Regions from separate parts of the Anas platyrhynchos genome. Here region 1 is linked to region 2. Evidence: chromatin contacts called from public Hi-C data. All regions are on one chromosome and are shown on one strand. The core of a region is the stretch at or near the end of the contact, and the rest is flanking DNA. Distances in the headings are between cores, read along the strand shown. Region 1 overlaps SLC4A7 (solute carrier family 4 member 7). Region 2 holds the start of SLC4A7 (solute carrier family 4 member 7).

Region 1 (4,130 bases), core at 1,520-4,019, 110 kb before region 2:
CCCCTTCCCCAAAAGGAGAGAAGCCTTGTTTCTTTGTAAAAGATTTAAAACCAGAAAATACACTTCAAACTAGTTTACTCGCAAACGATTTGACACAGAGTTATTAACATTGCTGACAAAAGTATTATTTCCCTGTCCAAAAACTAAAGTGCAACCAAACATTTGTTTTAATAAAGTTTTGGTGTTGCATACTGCCAAATATAACACTACAATATATTTATGGTTAATATTCAAGTCATTTTCAGTGAAGAGTATTTTCTGCTCATAAACCCTTTTTTTAATTTATTTTTTTTGGCAATTGATAACAACATACCATTAGCAAAAGCAAACACGTATATCCTGTCCATTACATAAATACAGAATTGACTGCTACCCATAACACTGTAGGCATTATCATCCTCATAGGCCTACTACTCAAGGCCAGTACATATTCTTGGCTGTCCACCTTGAGCCTCTAATTTTGCCTAAAGTAGGCCTAGTGGGATGGTGCACCTTTACTGCTTTTCATTATTTTCAAGTAGCCAAAAAGAAGGCAATGCCTTTTCTCAATTCATGAAGCTATTCATCCAATATGGCAGGATAAACATTTAAAATTTATTTTATTTAATTTTTACCTCCACTGTGCATCTTCTCCTGTTCACATGGATTCCCCACATTTTCCACAGCAATTACCTTTTGGGGAAGATCTGCTTTGGGGCAGGCTAATCAAGTGCTGTGGGTAAACTCTTCAAATACAAGTGTAAAGAAACGAGACAAATGCACACAGTGACTTGCCTCTGAAGGTCTAAAAGCCTGGCCACTACCATTTTTTGTACTCACTATTCTGCCTTGTGTAGCTTCTCCCAGGAGCCCTCCAAAAGTGATTACAGGAGACATACAGGCACAGTATAGGAAAAGAATCGAGGCCAGGCACTGCAGGCTTAATGCATCCTTGAAGTCACTCAAGAAAAAAGGTGCTTTCCTTTTGATGTCAAGTATCAAACCACCAAAAAGCCTAAATAGGTGAGATGAAACTCGTCAAACTGTACACTAAAGGATTCTAGCTAGTTCAAAACTATGGGCTACACAAGACTGCCAGTGCCTATTGCCAGCACAAAATTAGCTATTTTATAATCCAGATTAAAGCATAACACAGTTTAAAATATAAGTGAGAATCTTATCTATTCCAATTCATTATTTTTCCAAAGTATCATCAATCAGGCCACCCACATTTTTAAAAGCTGGCTAGGAATTTTTGCATATAACGGGCTAGATACTGAAAAATATCTTTACAAATATCTATAGCTTAATTATGTTTAAAGTTAAATCCGTCTTATGAGATTCAGAACAAGGAACAAGAGACATATGCTAAACTTCAACCAAAATCATTGCATTTCAATATCACTACTCCAGTAAGCAGTTATAGCTTTGTTTTTGATCCGAATTCTCTACATTGATGAACGAACCTATATTTACTTAACAGCATAACATTTGGAGTATGGAGATATTTTCTAAATGGAAATACAAAAACAAATGTATATAAATCGGTTCAAGTGGGTAAGTTACCAAGAAATTAAAAAGCTTTTTGTAGCTTCTCAAAATTTTCAAAATTAAATACTAAGTAAAATTTGTAACTAGGAAAAAATTGGTTTATTCTGAATTATACATAAAAGCCTTAACAAAATTTTCCATTCCTGTGGAAAAAAAAAGTTTTAGCTATTTAAAGATAATTCTGTGGGTAGAAATGAGCTTTTGTTCCTTATACCATCTGCAAAAAGGCAAGATAAGAGTATGATGAAGCTAAAATTGTAAAAATTAAAACAACGCTTATAATTCCTTCTTGCAAAGGTATGAGAAAAATGTAAATCACTTAGAAGTTTATCATTTTGGGGATAACTTTATACATCTTCTCCAGAATTTCTCAGTTGATATAATTTCCGGTATGCAATATTAACATATAGTCCTATTCAGTTGCATTTCCACTGTTAGAGAGGTGGGGTTTTTTTGGCAATTATTTCAGAACAGAACAGTAATGCAACTCAACCGAAAAGTTCCTTTGATTTTTATTTCAGATCTAAAAGAAACATAACCAAAACAGTATTCTTTGCCACTTTATATTCTTTGTTATTCCACTTCATACATGTTTAATAAAACAGATTTGCATTAACGGAAATTTTTAGTACCTAGCCCAATACTGAAAATTGTATATTCCTGGTATAATTATGGTAATTGCATGCTTTTGATAATTAAAAATTAAAACTCAACACTTAAAAGTCAGTTAGTTAAATCAAGCAGCATCTTATAAGAAATCCTTCACAAACGTGTTGAGAAACACTGCCACAGGCTTGAAAATGCTTTAAGCACACTGCCATTTATAGGCAAGAACCCAACACTTGAAAAGGAAAACAGATGCGTTCTGACACATACAATGGTGTTGTTTGTTTGTTTATGTTTAAATGCCATCATTAAATCTATGGAGATTTATCACTTTTATTTCTTTATGGTAGCTAGTATTTAGGGAAGTGAACACACCTTCCAGTTCTCTCAAGTTCGGGTCCAGCATGATGGCCTTCTTCTTTAAGAGTCTCTCCTGTAGGAGTAGATCCATTGGGAAACTTAGGTATCTTTCTTTTCTCCTAAAGAAGGAAAAAAAAAAAAAAGCCACACAAGACAAACACATACTTCAAATTATACTTTTTAGTGCAACCGCGAAGAGTGTACAGAGACTTGCCTTCCAGGCCTTTTTAGAATCCCAGCTTATCAGCAGCTCTCCATGTGCCAAATTCCTCTTTTATTGAATACAGATGACCAAAATTGTGCAACACTCCCAAAAAGATCTTATTAGTGTCTTGCACAACAGTACTAATCTTCCCTTTCTAAAAGAATTATCTCCCCTGAGACATGATGAAACAAAGTCTGCCTTTTCAAGACATAGTATAGGCTCAGCCACGTGGCTTAGACATCTTCTTAAGATTTTTTTCTCAGTCATTTCCAGAGCAGAAGCCTCCAGCTTGCAACAGAAACTGACCTCACTCTATAACAAAGTACAGTATTAAGTACAAATGTTATTGTAACTTGAAAAGTTATTCATCAAGCTCACCATCTCATCACAAATTTCTCAGTCAATCTTGCATTCCAGAAAAAAAAAAAGAAAAAAAAAGAAAAAGGAAAAAACACTTAGCCTTGCTTATTCTGGCAACAAATTAATTGCTAGCCTCACACTACTCATGAGATAAGCTATACTGCTGTCCCCCCTTCCATTCCAACCACTTCCCTAAATAATCACATAATTCAACACCAGCTCAGCCTTGTGAACGAAGAACACCGGTCTTCCTCCCCATTTTTGATCCCTGTGGCAGTAATTTCCCTCAGTAATAAAGAGGCAAAAAGGAAAGAAGTCAGAGGCCACTAAGGTCTCACCCTGACTCTCAGTTCTAAGCCTTGTAGCACAACCAGACACTTTTATCTATTTCATAAATATTCTGTAAACATTAATTACTAGCCAATACACATTAAAACTTATTTTCAATCAATGTCGCATGCAAACAAAGGTGTGTTTTTTGGTAAGAATTACAATACTCTTGCTGTTCATTGTTAGATTAAATTTGTTAATATGAACCCAAGTACAATTTTGGATCAACTCTCCATCTCAGACAGCTTCATTTCAGTATTACAAAAAGAATTACAATAAATACATGTGGTGGTTTTATGACAGTCAACTAAACTCCACTACACTGCTCAAAGAAGAGGAGAAAATGTAATGAAAAAAAAGCTCATGGGTTGAGATAAGGATAATTAAAGAGGAAAGAGAAAAAAAAAATAAGCAAAGACCATAGAAAGAAAATAAGTTACTCTCAACTTCCCACCAGCAAGCAATGTTCAGCCACATTTTGGGAAGCAGGGCCTCAGTACACATAGAAGTTCTCTGGGAGGACAGATGCTTTCATAACACGAGTCCTTCCTTCTCCTTCCCCAGCTTTTATTGCTGAGTGTGACATATGGTATGGAATATCCCTTTGGTCAGTTTAGGTCAGCTGCCCTGGTGATGTCCCCTCTTCACCTCTTGCTCAACTCCATCCCACTGGCCCAGGGGTGGAGAGTCTTGACGCTGTGCCAGCACTGCTCAGCAATAAACAAAACTGGTGATATAT
Region 2 (3,750 bases), core at 364-2,863:
TCCCAAACCTCTTCACCTCATTATCTTAGGTTCAGTCTAACCAAGGATCTCTCTCTAGCGTATTAAATTTTTAATGTTTCCCAGATTTTTCTGTTAGTAACATGAAGCTGAAATTTCTGTCAGGAGAAAACTAGGTTACCACAGATTAGGAGGAACAGCAAGAACTAGAAATAAGAACAAGAAAGGAATTGATCTGACTTAAGGGACACACGAAAAGACTTATCTCTTCAGAATTAATTCTGATGGAGTTCAGATTGCTTTGTATTTGAGGAGAAATATTAATTTCCTCATTCCTCATCCCAAGTGAATTTACACTGCAGGTCTTTCCCCAGAAACTTGCAATTACAGAAAGGTAGAATGTCAGCAGATTTTATTTCACTGTATATCACTCCACAGTAACACACCACCACCAGTTTCTTCCAGTGACGTTAAAAATTCAGTATTATCTATAAAGAGATGACCATCTAACAGCTTGTCAGGGAAAATAAATACATGTTTTGTTCTTCTGAAACTTTTGATCTTCTTGAATGTTGCTTTTCTCTGCTCATTATACACCATTTTTTTTCCAGATCCTCCATACACACCAGCATGTCACAATATGGCTTAGCCTCAGATGGACTCCGAGGCACTGCGTCAGGGACCGTTAACTGTTCTGAAATCTGATCTCAGCCTGCTTTTTCTTATTGCTTAATCAGTTCCTCATCTCACGCTCTCCCTCCCACATTAAATGAAAAGAAAAAAAAAAAAAAAAAAGCCCTTGTGAGAAGCTTTGTCACGGGCTTTTTGAAACATGTCTACATAAAATGTTGCTGCGAGGATGTAGACCACACTAAAACTAAACAGAAAAGGGATCAGAAGACCAACTGCGTGTGCGTGACTCATTTTCTGCCACACATGTAAACTCTGCCTTGAGAACAGCATAAAGGCAGAGATCAAGAAGTCTTTGATAAAATGGGTGCTATAACTTAATGATTGGTAACAAGTGAGCAACAGCTTCACCGCTCTGAGAAGTCATTGTTCGTGCAAATCAGATGCTGGCTCCCAGCAGACCCTCCTGTCTAAGCCATTCAGACTCTCCCTCCTACCACTGTTAGTCATGCTGAGTATTAACATTATTCATTATTACTCATAGTTTACTCTTTGAATAACCCCATTAATTTCAGTGAGACATTTGTAGTAGGAGGTAGTAGATAATCTATGCATTTATATATGTATGCGTGTCTAATTAAAGGCTATCGCATTAGAAGACTGAGTTTCTCTTGCTGACTAAGCTGATCCTTTAAACTCTGGACCCAGAACTGAAGGTATTGGTGTCTGCAGCTGAAAACATGCTAAGTCAAGCTCGCAAAAGTACCTGTGTCAGAATCAGCCTTAACAGCACTTTCCATGAGGATAGTGCAGAGTTAACACCAGCCTTTCACCTCCAGGCTCTTTGCCTTCAACAAACTTTGAAAGCAGCAGCTGCCTGTCCCTCAGTGCTCCCGAACACTGTGCTAGTAACAAAGTTAGCAAGCAGTTTCAGAAGAAAACAGACAGCTAAGGACAGCTCAGTACCTCACGGGCCACTCCAGTTTTGCCTGCTCTGTTGCTGATCCCACTGTGACATTCAAATGATTTCTCCTGTGGGTCTTCCTTTTTCTAAAGCTGGGGAGAGAAGCAAGCCAATTAACCATTCATTAGATCAAACCGTACTCTACCCCCCTCTATAGGTATCCTGTGATAAGTAACATTTAGGGGAGAGAAGCAGTCTCTCAGAGAAATCAAGGGCTCACGAGAGCACCTCAATCATCCAGGTCCTAATTAATTTGAGTGCTGCTGCTTTTATTTTTTAAAAATGAGCATTTATTCCCTCAGTGATTTCAGTGCATTTCCAAACTTCCTGTATTACAACATTAATTCCTTAGTTATATTTTTAAAGAGGAAAATTCTTGTGCTAGCTTCCTGCAGAAACAGACTGGGACGGCAATGTTACATGCAGCAAGGATACCGGCAGGGTCTGCTGGCTGGAAAACATGCCAATGAGTCAGAAAAGCATGACTGATGTCTGCTCCCTGGTCATTTCCTTCCAATATTCAAAGGAATTCCTGCTAGGGGTGAGAACTACAACTTCCTTGCTCTGTCCTCGTGCCTTGTCCTCATTCACCTCCCCCGGACAGGCTACTAGCACGGCTACGAAGTCATCACCACTACCGGCCTAGTGCCTGAGAAATCCGGCCAGAGCAGGCAGTGCCTCTGAGAAGGCAGGCTCCTAATCCCATCAGGACAGGAAGATAGCAATCTGAGAAAAGCAAGCAAGGCGGGACACTTTCTAAATACTACCACCCACAGGAAAAATTGTACTCAGCTGCTTCCAGACTATGCGAGCCTGTTTGTGCTTCTGGCCAGGGCAAGGAGCAGGAAAATAAATGTAAGCTGTGCTGTTTGGTGCCTAGCCCTTTTGAGAACCAGACCGGGTCTTTCCCTGAGCTCTCTGGAGGACATGCTGAATGTTTGCCCTGTACTGTTGATCTTGCCCAGCGTCATGCACTGGACACATTGGTTCACATGACTGGTTCCCACTTTGCGTTTGTCTGAAGCCAAGGCTCAACTTCACGTCCATGAGGGGCAGCAACAGGCTGGCGTGACAGCTGAGATGGGCTCTGTGGTTCTCAGCTTGTTTACTGCCAGATCCCACCTGCTGAGTTCCCCTGTTCAACAAAATCCCACTGCTGGATGTACCTGATGAATATAGGACACCCTCCTACCTGTACTGCAGCAGAAACCTTCCTGCGTCACAAACCTGACTGTGGCACGTGTCAGAGAGGCAATTAGGAGGAGGCACGCTGGATGTTACGATTGCTGCCTTCTTCCTCAAATTGTAAACACGAACCATCCCCTGCAGCTGGGGATAATTTTAGCCACCAGAAGCTGTTAAGAAATAACAGCCTGTGTGCTTCCCCCAGAACTGGTGTTTTTTTGCTCTGACGCAAACCAGTTCTGAGACTGGGGAAGGAAACATTTATCTCCCCTGCAGTGGAGCCAGACTAGAGGCAGGCACCGTGTAATCCAAAACAATGAATAACGTGATCCTATCATTAACTGAGCTTTCAAATACTTCCTCTCCTTCAGATAGGCTTCTCCTTAACACAGGAGGAGGGGTGGAGTTCTTCTCAGACTTGTCAATATTGTCAGAGATACATTACATGTATTGATAACTAAGGTGTGTTTCTAGACAGGAGCCAATGCTAACATGGACTGCAATTGCATACAAACCCTCCACCTCCTCCTTCCAAGAGTTCAGCGATAATCTTATAGAAATTGATCAAGACTGACGTATTTTAGTCTAAAAAGCATCTGCTCCAGGGCACTTTCAGGTAACTAACGTAAGAACCAGTCTGTCAGATAAAACCAAGTGCTTCCATGTCTTTGAAAATCAGGCCTTTTATTATTATTATTATTATTATTACCATTAAGCATTCTATAGGTTGTTATGTCACTCCATCAGAAATTTCTGAATTAATCCATCTCCCTGTTTGAGAAATAGAGGGATCCCATCACATAGGAATGCAGTGAAGAAGTATTAGGTAACATCTGTCTCCCAAGTCATAAATAATTGCACAAGTAGCAAGAAGCATTATGACTTCTCTTTTTTCTCTTTTTTTTTTTTTTTTCAAAAAAGACTCATCACATAATCTCTCCTCTGTAAACATAGTTGCAGCAATTCTCAGGAAAACAAGAATGACCAGTTATATTCTCTTAAGAAACATGTTT

What was found. A called contact is a pair of places that touch in the nucleus more often than the background predicts.
Region 1: a Hi-C map of skeletal muscle shows a contact between it and region 2, with 4 times the contacts expected there. The contact joins the enhancer-like site here to the promoter of SLC4A7 in region 2. A contact is called at or near these places in 2 of 8 Hi-C or Micro-C datasets (skeletal muscle and subcutaneous adipose tissue).

Annotation. Positions count from the first base shown.
Region 1 is chr2:118,426,635-118,430,764 of IASCAAS_PekinDuck_T2T, reverse strand. It overlaps SLC4A7 (solute carrier family 4 member 7), which reads right to left. Exons shown (of 26, transcript XM_072033453.1): 12 at 2,512-2,615; 13 at 820-994. Among named protein-coding and RNA genes, the nearest start is that of NEK10, 25 kb to the left of the region's middle. Within about 2 kb of position 2,769, at least 2 of the 8 cell types and tissues checked have an H3K27ac peak or open chromatin away from gene starts, as enhancers often do.
Region 2 is chr2:118,316,476-118,320,225 of IASCAAS_PekinDuck_T2T, reverse strand. SLC4A7 (solute carrier family 4 member 7) reads right to left here and starts at 1,613. Exons shown (of 26, transcript XM_072033453.1): 1 at 1,555-1,613. LOC106020323 (a long non-coding RNA gene) reads left to right here. Exons shown (of 3, transcript XR_001195770.5): 1 at 1-3,353. LOC119715754 (a long non-coding RNA gene) reads right to left here. Exons shown (of 2, transcript XR_005263150.2): 2 at 3,396-3,750.